Linked DNA regions of Pan troglodytes: region 2 is linked to region 1. Evidence: chromatin contacts called from public Hi-C data. All regions are on one chromosome and are shown on one strand. The core of a region is the stretch at or near the end of the contact, and the rest is flanking DNA. Distances in the headings are between cores, read along the strand shown.

The links. A called contact is a pair of places that touch in the nucleus more often than the background predicts.
Region 2: a Hi-C map of induced pluripotent stem cells shows a contact between it and region 1, with 1.8 times the contacts expected there. The contact joins two enhancer-like sites. A contact is called at or near these places in 3 of 7 Hi-C or Micro-C datasets (induced pluripotent stem cells and stem cell-derived neural progenitor cells).

The regions. Positions count from the first base shown.
Region 1 is chr5:49,247,228-49,253,814 of NHGRI_mPanTro3-v2.0_pri, reverse strand. ZNF318 (zinc finger protein 318) reads left to right here. Exons shown (of 10, transcript XM_016955560.4): 3 at 1,791-2,430; 4 at 3,414-4,895. Among named protein-coding and RNA genes, the nearest start is that of ZNF318, 13 kb to the left of the region's middle. Within about 2 kb of position 3,509, at least 3 of the 24 cell types and tissues checked have an H3K27ac peak or open chromatin away from gene starts, as enhancers often do. A contact at or near this core is called in induced pluripotent stem cells, where this site is marked.
Region 2 is chr5:49,387,203-49,393,789 of NHGRI_mPanTro3-v2.0_pri, reverse strand. TJAP1 (tight junction associated protein 1) reads right to left here. Exons shown (of 11, transcript NM_001280172.1): 3 at 2,864-2,961; 4 at 1,736-1,858; 5 at 69-97. The coding sequence starts at 1,834. Among named protein-coding and RNA genes, the nearest start is that of LRRC73, 12 kb to the left of the region's middle. Within about 2 kb of position 4,094, at least 8 of the 24 cell types and tissues checked have an H3K27ac peak or open chromatin away from gene starts, as enhancers often do. A contact at or near this core is called in induced pluripotent stem cells, where this site is marked.

The sequences.
Region 1 (6,587 bases), core at 2,260-4,759:
ACCATCCTCTAGATGATAATTCACTCTGGAATGTGAGTGACATGTAAGAACTTTTATTTTTTATTCAGAGTACTTAGAAGTTTTCATACATAAAGTGCTAGAGGATCTTTATTTCTATCTGTGATTTAAATCAGAAACTTTAGTTTTGTGTCATAGCCATAGCCCCTGAGAAGGTTAGCATTATTGGGTGTGGTATAGAATTCTCAGCTAAAAGAATAGCTGTCCCATCCTGGATTTTTACCTCATGCCACAAAGGTCTGAGACCTTTGTATTTAATGAAATAAAAATATATGGTGAACCAAACCATCACTTTCTCTTTTCTAAGCCCAAGATTAGCAGAGTGCTTGTAGATATCCAGAGAGGGCAAAGAGGGTGACAAAACAGGCTGTGAGAGAGCTTTATGGGTTTTAATATGTGAACCATCAGGGCAAAGCATTGGAGAACCTTCTAAATCTTATGAGAAAATCATGCTAATTAGATAAATCAGTAGTTTTTTTAAAAGTTACCATATAGTGAAACTTTTTTTTCCCAATTGAATTATTAGAACCTTAATATACAGACTTAAAGTTGGAATTAGTGTGATTTAACTGGGATAGAAGGTCGAGAGCCCTGCTGGTTCTGCTTTTCTAGTACCTCCTTTCTTTTGGTAGCTCCTGAGCACTCTTTACAACCTCTGGAACACAGCTTTAAAACCATTTATCTGAGCCACGTGTGGAGGCTCACGCCTGTAATCCCAGCACTTTGGGAGGCTGAGGCGGGCAGATCACCTGAGATCAGGAGTTCGAGACCAGCCTGGCCAACATGTGAAACCCCATCTCTACTAAAAAAATGCAAAAAGTCAGCCAGCGTGGTGGTGCATGCCTGTAATCCCAGCTACTTAGAGGAGGTTGAGGCACAAGAATCACTTGAACCAGGGAGGTAGAGGTTGCAGTCAGCCGAGATCACGCCACTGCACTCCAGCCTGGGTGACAGAGCAAGACTCTGTCTTAAACAAAACAGGCTGGGCGCGGTGGCTCATGCCTGTAATCCCAGCACTTTGGGAGGCCAAGGTGGGCTGATCACTAGGTCAGGAGATCAAGACCATCCTGGCTAACATGGCGAAACCCCGTCTCTACTAAAAAATCAGAAAAAAAAAAAAAAATTAGCCGGGTGTGATGGCTGGTGCCTATAGGCCCAGTTACTCCGGAGACTGAGGCAGGAGAATGGCGTGAACCTGAGAGGCGGAGCTTGCAGTGAGCCGAGATTGCATCACTGCACTCCAGCCTGGGTGACAGAGCGAGACTCCATCTCAAAACAAAACAAAAAAATCCCATTGATCTGGACTGGTGTTTCTCAAACTTTAAAGTACAGACAAATCACCTGGAGATCTTGTTAAAATGCAGATTCTAGTTCAGATCTGCTTGGGGTGGAGCTTTGAGAAGCTATATTTCTAAAAAGTTCCCAGGTAATGCTAATGCTGTTTCGTCCGCACTACACTTTGAGTAGCAAAGAGCTAGAATTTAGCTTGTGTGGAGTTGTGTAACTTCCATGATATTCTGCATGCCCTAAGTCTAGTCGGAGAAATTACCCAAGAGATCTATCTGGATATGTTGGTAATATTACCTCTTGGTTAGAGGCTAAAGCTGCTTGTTCCCCTGGGGAAAGGGAGAGGAAATGTTCTTGGACTTCATGATTATAGTCTTTTGCCCTAAGCATTTTATAGCCCCCTTGACAAACACCAGTCTCTTAGCCTTGTCTGCTCTTATTCTTTCCAAGTCCATTTGTTCAATGATGCTTCTCTTTTTCCTCAGGGATGACCTGACTGATGATTCTGTCTTCACTCGAAGCTCCCAGTGCTCTCGAGGTCTTGAGCGATATATTTCCCAGGAGGAAGGGCCTCTCAGTCCCTTCTTGGGACAACTTGATGAGGACTACCGAACAAAAGAAACTTTCCTGCATCGATCTGATTATAGTCCCCATATCAGTTGTCATGATGAGCTGTTGCGGGGAACAGAACGGAATCGAGAAAAACTCAAAGGCTACTCTATACGATCTGAAGAAAGGAGCCGGGAGGCCAAAAGACCCCGTTATGATGACACGGTGAAGATAAACAGCATGGGAGGGGATCACCCAAGTTTTACATCAGGAACTCGCAACTATCGACAGCGTAGAAGAAGCCCAAGTCCTAGGTTTCTCGACCCTGAGTTTCGAGAACTGGATCTTGCCAGACGAAAGCGAGAGGAAGAGGAGGAGCGAAGTAGGAGCTTGAGTCAGGAGCTGGTTGGAGTTGATGGTGGTGGTACTGGCTGTTCCATCCCTGGATTGTCAGGTGTCCTAACAGCACCGGAGCCAGGATATTCTTTGCATCGGCCTGAGGAAGTATCTGTGATGCCCAAGAAATCCATTTTGAAGAAGCGGATTGAGGTGGACATAATGGAGCCCTCCATGCAGGTCTCTGCTGCATTTCTTGTAGGGCCTCTTGCTAGTCTCTCTAATATCTTAAAGCCTGCTTACTTTCCTGTGGGCTATGTTCCTAATGGTATCTTTGTAATATGTGCTGGACCGACATTGTGAGCTACACCTTCTAGGACTCTCCAAACGAAACTGTAGGCCTTTTAATGCATCAGTAGAGGGTTCTATTTGCTGTATATTAGGCTTTATATTAATAAATAGATATTTTGGAGAGTACTGTAAGTTTTTTTACTTAAATTGGATTATCCTTTGGCAATCTTTGAGTATGGGTTTGTTGGAAATGAACCTTGAAGGGCAAGGGGAGGAGGTGATCTTAATTTTCTCATCTCTCTTTAGAGAGAAGACAAGATGTATGAGTTGTAGGACACTGGACTAGAAATCAGGTGATTCTGATTTTGGACCCACTTCTGCCACCAACTTACTGTGATTTTTAGACAAGTCACCTCACCATTCTGAGCCTTGATATTTTTCCCTGACCTGTGAAAGGATGGTCAGACCACTAGTGGAAAGACCACTAGTTTTTAGCTGTCCTCTTAGGAGATAAAGGCTTCTGAAGAGGTTCCCAAGCAAAGGAATGCTGATGAGTTAGCGTTCCAGAGTTTCCTCTCCCCACTTCAGCCAAAGCAGCTCTTTTTTTTTCCTTTTCTTTTGGGGATCCATAGAAAAGAAAACAAGCTAGGGGATCTCTAAAATTCTTTTGAATTCAAATTCCTTTTAACAAATAGATAAAGGTGAGGATTCCATCCAGTTTGCCTCACTTCCTGTTGCTCCTCAACAGCAGAAACATCTGGAGATAAGGGGATTCACATTTTGAATCTGGCTAAAGATACTTTTCCTCCCTTTTGTCCATACTTGTATCTCACCTGTTAATTCAGGAAGACCAAAGTATTTAAGTATTTATCTCAATTACTAATGTTCTGAGATTCTGCATAAGACTAAATCAGTTGTGTTTGTCTTTGCAGCTTGAGAGTTTTTCCAGCAGTACCAGCTCCAGCCAGGATCACCCTCTCTACTCTGGGCACCCATCCCTTCCACTAAGTGGTGCTATTGCTGCTTTTGCCTCAGAGATTGAAAACAAGGGGACTATGGTAGAGACTGCCTTGAAGGAACCTCAGGGCAACCTCTACCAATGGGGTCCCCTTCCTGGGATTCCCAAAGACAACAGTCCTCTCAGAGAAAAATTTGGAAGTTTTCTATGCCACAAGGATAATTTGGATTTGAAGGCCGAGGGACCTGAGCGACACACAGACTTCCTGCTGCCCCATGAGAGAGCTAGCCAGGATGGCAGTGGTTTTTCCCGCATTCTGAGCATGTTGGCTGATTCTACCAGTACACAGGAAAAAAGGCGACGTAGCTTTCCCGACATTGAAGATGAGGAGAAATTTCTCTATGGGGATGAAGAAGAGGATTTAAAGGCAGAATCCCTACCAAAGCCCCTTGGGAGCTCTGAGAGTGAAGTTATGAGGCAGAAGGCAAGCTCCCTGCCATCTTCAGCTCCAGCTGTAAAGCTAGAATCACTAGAAGAGACCAATCCAGAATATGCGAAGATCCATGACTTGCTCAAGACAATAGGGCTGGATATTGGAGTAGCAGAGATTAGTCAATTGGCTGCACGCACCCAGGAACGACTTCATGGCAAGAAGCCATCATTACGCTCCTCAGCTGACCGCCGTTCCTCAGTTGACCGATACTTTTCAGCTGACCACTGTTCCTCAGTTGACCACCGCTTCTCAGCTGACCGCTGTTCCTCAGTTGACCACTGCTTCTCAGCTGATCGACGTTCCTCAGATCCCCACAGACTAGAGAGCAGGGAGGCACATCATAGCAATACCCACTCTCCAGAGGTGTCCCATCCACACCCACCTTCTCCTGTGGATCCTTACCTGCTCACAAAAAACAGCCCTCCATTCCTAAAGTCTGACCATCCAGTGGGTCATATTTCAGGACCAGAGGTGGTTGGTAGTGGGTTTCAGTCATCTGTTGCAGTCAGGTGCATGTTGCCATCAGCCCCATCTGCCCCAATTAGACTTCCACACACTGCTGCTTTATCTCAGTTTCACATGCCAAGGGCCTCTCAGTTTGCTGCAGCTCGGATACCTCCAAACTACCAGGGACCTGCCATTCCCCCTGCCTCTTTTGATGCCTATAGGCACTACATGGCATATGCAGCCTCAAGATGGCCCATGTATCCCACCTCTCAACCATCAAACCACCCTGTACCTGAACCACACAGGATAATGCCAATAACCAAACAAGCTACTCGTAGCCGTCCCAATCTTCGTGTGATCCCCACTGTGACTCCTGATAAGCCTAAGCAGAAAGAGTCTCTGCGAGGCTCAATTCCTGCGGCCCAAGTGCCTGTCCAGGTGTCCATTCCATCACTCATAAGATATAATCCAGAGAAGATATCTGATGAGAAGAACCGTGCTTCCCAGAAGCAAAAGGTGAATATTAGCTTTGGGCATCCTGTGCCTGAGTTTTCTGTTTTGCCATAAATTTGTATATGTTTTTTAGAAGGGGCTGAAAATTTGTAAGGCTCTTTCACTTGAAGTCGTTTGGAGGCTGCTGTCATCATCCTAAGAAGTGTATATTGTTCCTCTGTTTTTCACACGTTTTATCATTAGGACTAAACAAAAGTCTGGCCTTGGGTCCTATTGTGATTGTCAGCCTTTTTTAAGTTTAATTCTATCCAAGTTAATGGTCTTCAAACACTGTAGATAGGAACTGGGAGCCTTGAAGTCTTCAATATGATTTCGTAGCGGAGTAGGGAACCAAAATTGGGTGTGGTGAAGGAGAATCAGTAAACCTGTTTGATCCCAGTGAATTCTGTATTCTTACCCTGTAATGATTATGTGAGTTAAAGCTAATAACTAGTTGTTGCTTGATAATTGAAGCAAACCAAGAAATAAACTTTGCTTGTTCTGGTTTATCTTAGAGTCCAGGAGTAACAGTAACATTTTTGACATGTTATTTATTTAAAAAATTTGTGTGTGTGTGTGTATGTGTGTGTATGTATACGTATATTTTATATAGAGATGGGGTCTTCTCACTGTTGCCCAGGCTGATCTTGAACTCTTGGGCTCCAGTGATCCTCCCCTGCCAGCCTCTCCCAGAGTGCTGGGATCACAGGCATGAGCCACTGTGCCTGGCCTCTAAAGTCATTTTTTATATTATCCAGGTTCATTGGGTCCCCAGCCTGTGGGAAGAAAGCAGTGACTGGGGTAAAGATATAATAATTCTAATAATTCTGATAATTTAGAGCAGTAGGTGAAAACTACATCAAGATAGGGAATACATAATAGAAGAATTTTGAGTGGAAGAGTTAATACATACTATTAATTGTAAGGGTGCTTATACCTAGCAACTCACTTTGTTTAGAAACATAAAAATGTAATGTCTAATTTGGTTTGCTCATAAAAGTTAAGACCTGGCTGGGCGTGGTGGCTCATGCCTGTAATCCCAGCACTTTGGGAGGCTGAGGCGGGTGGATCACGAGGTCAGAAGATCAAGACCATCCTGGCTAACACGGTGAAACCCTGTCTCTACTAAAAATACAAAAAATTAGCCGGGTGTGGTGGCACGCGCCTGTAGTCCCAGCTACTCAGGAGGCTGTGGCAGGAGAATTGCTTGAACCTAGGAGGTGGAGGTTGCAGTGAGCCGAGATCACGCCACTGCACACCAGCCTGGGCAACAGAGCAAGATTCCATCTCAAAAAAAAAAAAAAAAAAAAGTTCTGAAGAAAAAAATTAGAGGGCCAGTCTCATTTTTTTCCGGTTAAAAAGTTTTAGCCAATTATTGGGAAGACAAAAAACTCTTCTCTTAAGTTTCTGTTGGACGTAAATACCCTGAACTTCAGTCTTTAGTTTTACTGAAGTCTTTTGGGAAAGGGAATAGGTTCAATGTAGACAAAACTTTAGAGACAGTGTTTGGAGGTCATACACTTTCTCTTTACTTTCCTTTTATAAATCTAGTCCTTAAGTCAGGGCGCTGATAATACATAGGTCTATTATAGACACATACAGGCCTATTATATGCTGGTATAGTATAGACAAGCCATATTTGCTTTTTTTCATTAGGTAGTAGTATAGTTGAAAGATCATGAGCTTTAGGGCAGATATACCTGGATTGTAAATCTA
Region 2 (6,587 bases), core at 2,845-5,344, 140 kb before region 1:
ACAGTCTAGCCTGGAGCTAAGAGGGACAGAGTTGAGGCAGGGCAGTATCTCAGGTAGCAGATACTCACTTCATCCTTTCTGCATCAGTCAGGGGTTCCTAGGCAAAAAAGAGAGGCTTGAGGCTCAGCTCTGGACCACTGGACCCCCGGCTGGCTCACCCTCCGAATAGCCACAAGAAGGCTCAGGTGTGAAGCCCAAAGACTCTTATAGCAGAAGAGGGCTGTAGGGCTCTCTACAGATGGAAGCAATTCAGTAATGCTGGGACAAGCCTCGATTACCCTCTCCCATGCCAACCAGAAGATTCAAGAACCTCTTCCAACCTTCACCCTTAATCCAATCCTAAAGCCAGTTTCAAATAAGTCCTGGCACCCAAGCTACCTCTCCCCAGGGGCAGACAGCCTCTCAGCTGTTCACTCGGCTCCTGGTGGGTCCTGTATCCACACAGGTATGGCAGAGACCTTCCAGAAAAGTCAGGCTGAACTATACACACGAGTTCTGAGCTCTGACAAAGCCCTCAGCCTTGGGATGAAGATACAGGCAGAATCAGGCCCTTGCAGAGGCTCAGGAAGAACAAGTGCATGGGAGAAGAGGACTAATCCTGACTAAGGGAAGGAAGTGCCTTGTCTGTCTTTTAACCTCCTGCCCCATCTTCCCCAAACCCCTATGGCGGTCATGGCTCAAGAGTCAAGTTCAGCCAACCACAAAGCAGAGCAGGCCCCTGCTATCGCGAGAGGGAAACATCAAGGGGCCTATTCTATGTGGAACTGACTGCTTCAGAAGTGCAGCCTCTGGCAGAAAATGGAGGTAGGTGGCTTCCTTTGTCCATTGACTCTGACAACTGGATTTCACCCTATTCTACTGCATACTGATTATACAGCCTTCACCTCACCGAGCCTTAGTTCCCTCATTTATAAAACTGAGGTAATGCTCGCTGGGTAGCACCTAGCATAATAGCTGGCATCTTAATTTAATGTTCCCTGAACTGAAATGAGCAAGTCATGGCTTTTCTACCTTGAATCTGACCAAAGCAGGCTACAGTATGCCTGATGCTCAGCACATGCTGCGTCTCAGGTTCTTTAAATGTGCTCCACGCACTGTGACCAGATGGAGATATGGCTGCAAGGGCAGTAAACCACTGTGGCCCTCGTTTCTGCCTGAGTGAAGTTAATGGGGGAGGAGAGCCAATGTTTTGCAGCTGACTATAGGCCCCGAAGAGCAGAGTCCGGACCTAACAGTTCCTGGCAGGGAGTACGTATTCAACAAATGTTAGCCAAACAAAGCAAAGCTGGAGGAAGGGCTGGACTTCCTGGGGACAATGAAGAGCAGCTGTGCTGGTGGGAAGTGGCTGTAGCACTGCCTCCTGATATGCCCCAAAGGGGCCACAGGTTGAATGGCTCTACACTACGGAGGACCAGAGTCCCAACCACCAGCAGATTAGGACCCCTCAGTCTACTGGGCTGCCTCTTGCAGGGAGAATATCATATGGGATCATTTCTGCTAAGCTACGAAGACTCAGGGGTTCCCTGACATGTGGACATATACTCACAGACAGTCCCCCTTGAGCCTACATTGCCCCCACCTGCACTACTGCGGCTAGGAGACCTCAGGCCTGCAACAGCAAGGCCCACTCTCACCCCAACTCAGGACCAGAAGCTCAGGCAGGAGAAGTCAGCCAGACACCCAGCCTCAGGGGCCTTGCCTCTGCCGGTCAGGCTGGGATACCAGTCTTGCTGACCTCCTGCTCAAGCCGGGATCCAGGAATTTCCAAACGCAGCTCCCGATGCTCTGGTGGTGCCTTACGGTAGGGTTTCTTAGCAGGGGCGGCACTAGTCATTCTGGGAGATGACGGCTCCTCCGCCTGCTGAGAAGCAAGAAGGAGGCAGGCTCAGAGATGTGGCCAGAAGGACTCTGGACTGAGAAAAAACAAAGATGGCGAAAGGGGACATATGTTGAGGCCACCACATAGGCTGACAGGCCTGGGCCATTACTGGAGTCACTAGAGGGGCAGGACTTAGGTGTGTCAGTCCCCATAGGTCAAAGGAGTGCTGGAGGGTGGGGCATGGGTCCAACGGGGAACAGATGGGTGGGAAAGGCAGGGCCTAGGGCCTGAACACCTAGGTTCTAAGAGTGGGACAGGGAGCTTCAAAGCAGCCCACCACCCTCCTTACCACTCTCCTTTGTGGGCTCTGAAGGCCTCAGAAGGTAAAACTGCTCTCTATGCATTACTTTTCTCAACTCTAAATTAGCGATAAAACAGCATCAATTTCTTTTTTTCTTTTCTTTTTTTTGAGACAGGGTCTTGCTCTGTTGCCCAGGCTGGAGTGTAGTGGCGCAATCTTGGCTCACTGCAGCCTCGACCTCCTGGGCTCAAGTAATCCTCCTGCCTCAGCCTTCTGTGTAGCTCGGACCACAAGCATGTGCCACTGCACCTGGCTATTTTTTGTACACAGCGTCTCACTTTGTTGCCCAGGCTCAAACTCTCAAGCTCAAGCAATCCCTCTGTCTTGGCCTTCCAAAGTGCTGGGATTATAGGTGTGAGCTACTGATTCCAGTTAAGAATAGCACCAACTTCATAGGGTTGTTGGGAAGATGATGTAAAGCACTTAGGAAATGTTGAATAAATGTTAGTTTAAAAAAAAAATCATAACCAAAAATGTGAGTTTGGGGATACAATCCAGGATCCCCAGTGGGAGTCTCAAGGCCCAAGAGAGCTCTCTGGCCTCAGCCACTGATGACCAAACCCCTGTGGCCTCCACCACTCTTTTCACCAGCCCCCACCGAGAGAGAACACTTGGCTGCCCCCTCACCTGCCCCTCCCCAGAAGAGAGCCAGGCTGAGGGCACAGGCCTCATCAGGGACATACCGTCTGTTTGTCGGCAGCTCTCTCTGTTCCGCTGTCCGGGAGTTAGCCCTCGGCTCTCCGCATCCCACGGCCCCTCCACTTCCTTTAGCCAACAGCTCCTGAAACCAGAGAAGAGAAGAAAGTGGAAACCAGGTGTCAGCCGCCTGTCTGTCAGTGCTACAGGCCTGCTGCCCAGTCTGGGACCTGGAAGGCCCCCCAGGGAGAACCACGGCAGGAAGGCCATGAAACAGAGGGCCTGAGGGGAAAGCGGCTGGAGGCAGATGACTGGAAACACTGGGTTCCTGCCTTTCTCCATGACAGTACTGTCACAGGCCCAGATGAGATACGTGTGTCTGTGTGTTCATGGTCTCAGCACATTGCCCAATTCTGGAATAGGTCCGGTTCCGTCCTGTCCCTACTCCACATCGGTCCTCATCTCCCAAGCCTCTCAGAGTTTGGAAACAACTAAGAGATTTGGGGAGCATGGGTTACAAATGAGAACACCAGGAAAAAGCCTCACAGAGATCCAAGAAGATAGAGAAAATGATGGAAAGAGAGCACCTAGCATTTCCAGAAGGAGGCCCAAGGCTATTTGGTGTATAATGATGGTCACCGGCCTTTGCAATGAGGAGGCATAGGGCTAGGAGAAGAAATCTGAAAAGGGAGCAACACAGAGCAGTAGCTCTCAACAAGGCAATTCTGTCCACCCTCCTTCCCCAGGGACGTCTGGCGCCCACTCTCCTTCCCCAGGGACGTCTGGCAAGTGTCTGGAGACATTTTTGGTTGTCGAAACCTGGAGGGAAGGAGTGCCACTGGCACCTAGTGGGTAGAAGCCGGGGATGCTTTGGTCATCCCACAACCATAGGACAACTCCCACCACAAATGATTCCCAATAGAAAATATCCAGAGTGCCAAGGCTGAGGAACACTCGCGAAGAAAACCCCAGTCGGGGGAGGTGGAGACACCTGGGCTCCAGGCTCAGCACTGACACTGTGGGGCCCTGTGTAATGCCCTTCCTCACTGGATAGCTCAGTTCCTTATCTACACAGAGGTGGCTGGACTGAGTGACCTGTGAGAGCCCCTCCGGCCTCCTGAGGTTCAGAGATGGGCGCGCACCCCTCCCTGGCCCCCACCTGTAATTAGCTGGGTTGCAGCACGGGGGCAGCAGCCACCAGTGATCAGGCAGTAACCTCAGGTGGCCTTCTGGGCAGAAAAAACAATCTCCTCCCGCCCCCATCAACCTAAACAGAGCTGGAGGCTGAGGGAAGCCTTGCGGGCTAAAGCATGTGTTCCCACTGTCGGGACATGCCCTGGCCATGACTCCTGTCACATTCCAACAGGGCCTGGGGCAGGGAGAATGGTGAGAGGGTAGGGAGGGTGGGGAAGCAGGAGTGGTCTCCCTCCTCTGTCTGGACAGCCTGGGCCCTGGTTTGGGGTTCGGTGGGGAACTGAGGTGCGGCAGCACAGGCACGGCCGCCAGCCTCCTCCCACTGACAGGAGGCAGAACGTGTCCCCACAGGGCACATGCAACATGTTGTGTCGGCTGACTCCCTGCACAGGAATCCGGGTGGGCGGGCCTGAAAGGACGGCACATTCCCGGGGTGTGGGGAGCAAACAAGTTACCCCAACAGGTTCCTTCGGGCTGCCCCTCCAGAGGAGCCCGGGATGGGTGCTCCTATGGCCTGAGGGAGAGGCCTAGAAAGTCCCAAACCCACCTAGGTATGTGGATTCTGATACTCAGAGGGTAAATGTGTGAGGTGCGTGAGTTGGAAAACAGGGTACGGCCAGAGATGGAAGAGTGAGAGATGCGAGCAGTCAAGAACTTCTACAAAGTAAAGGGGCAGCTCAGAGAGTTGGTCTCTGCCTTTCCCCTTCTCTACAGAGGGTCCAGGTCCCAGCTCCCTTCCCCTATGTGCTCCCCAGTCATCTCAGGAAGCCCTTTCTCTCTGCAGGCCCCTTTGTGTGCCCCTCCTCTATTCCTCTGTACTCCCTTGTCCCTATTCCTGGCAAGGCCTGTGCTGTCCTCTTGGTACCGAGACACCTGCATGAACGGCAGGCAGGCAGGGAGGACACGAACGCACTTGGGTGTCCAGCAATCCTGTAGGGAAGGCTGCTTCACTCCACACCCTGCAGCCCTGGCTCTAGTTGCCACACATCCTCTAGCTCCTCCTGCCTCACCCTGACCTCAAGCCCCACTCCCTGGCCCTACAGCACATATTTATCCCCAGGGCTTCCATGGCCAGAGGCGATCTGGCTTGCTAGGCAAGGAGTACCCTGAGAAGGTGGCTGGCAGTGGGACGGGCAGTAAATGCAGACAGACTCTCTGGGGATGGGGGTGGTGGTGATGGGAGGTTATTCTCTCTGCCAGAGCCTATTCTTTCCACGCACGTCAGAGTTACAGGTATGGGAAACCACTCCCAACTAAGGAAGCAGAAGGCAATGCCCACTGGGAAGACAATCCACCAGGGGGCCCATGGTGTTCCTCAACACCAGGCTGCGAGGGAGATGTGTACCAACCACTTCCTGCCCTGTGTCCATAAACACAGGGTGTGCCCAACACCCAGGCCCTAGCTCCAACTTCTGAAATCTGCTGAGTGCCCCAAATCCAGCCCATTAGGGGCCCACAGTTCCAGCAATGAACAGGAATACAACGGGCCTGGCAGCCCACAGTCCTTGACTGGAGGCAAGGAAGGTGTGCAGGGAAAGTCCGGACAGACCCAAGGAGGACAGTGATGCATGGTGCAGTGGACAACAAAGAGAGAAGCATCGGGACACTTGGCCTGCAAGCTGGGAGAAGGTAAAGGGGTGAGGCAGATGGCATCAGAGTGGTCCCTCTAGGAAGACCCAGCTACCAGGTGCAGCCTCCCCTGGCCACATCTCCTTCACCCAAAGGTTTCCCAAGTTGCCTTGGAGTGTTTCAGCCCAAGGAGGACTCCCAATCCCATGTGGGGAAGAAAAGGTCCCAAAGGAGAGCAGCTGGACAACTCAGAATGGGCCATGGCCCATGATGAGCGAGCAGCAGCCAAGGACAGCCTCTGGGGCCTCCTGGCCTCTGGATGCTGAGCTGGCTCCAGGGCACCTCCCAGAAAATGGTCTTCTGGAGGAAGATCAGGAAATCAACAGAGCTGGCCCGACATGGTGGCTCACGCCTGTAATCCCAGCACTGTGGGAGGCCAAGGCAGGCGGATCACTTGAGGTCAGGAGTTCGAGAGCTGCCTGGCCAACATGGTGAAACCCTGTCTCTACAAAAATTGAACCCAGGAGGTGGAGACTGCAGTGAGCCCAGATCGTGCCACTACACTCCAGCCTGGGAGACAGAGACTCCGTCTCAAAAAAAAAAAAGGAAATCAACAAGGAAGAATCCCACTCCCACCCCCACCCCAAACTAAACCTAAGCCTTGAGGAACTGAGGGCAGATGACTCAGGATGTTGGACTACCAGATAATGTGCTGGGTCTGTTCTATAAGAACAGCTATGCCCTGGGAGAAAGGTTGAGGCCTAGGTTAAAACCTCTCGCTGACCTAGCGTGGCCTGGGGCTTCTTGGGCTGGACCTGCAGGCAGTGTTGAGGGAGACACCCAGAGTAGCAGCAACCCTTCCCCATCCCATGAAGGTGAAGTGAGAAGGAAAAGGGACTCTCCTCAACCCTCCCTGCCCCTGCTGCATCCTACCCCATCCAACCCCAGCTTCTGCCATGCTCTGCATAGCATTCATTCTTTGCTTACTCAAAAATCAGTTCAAAGGAA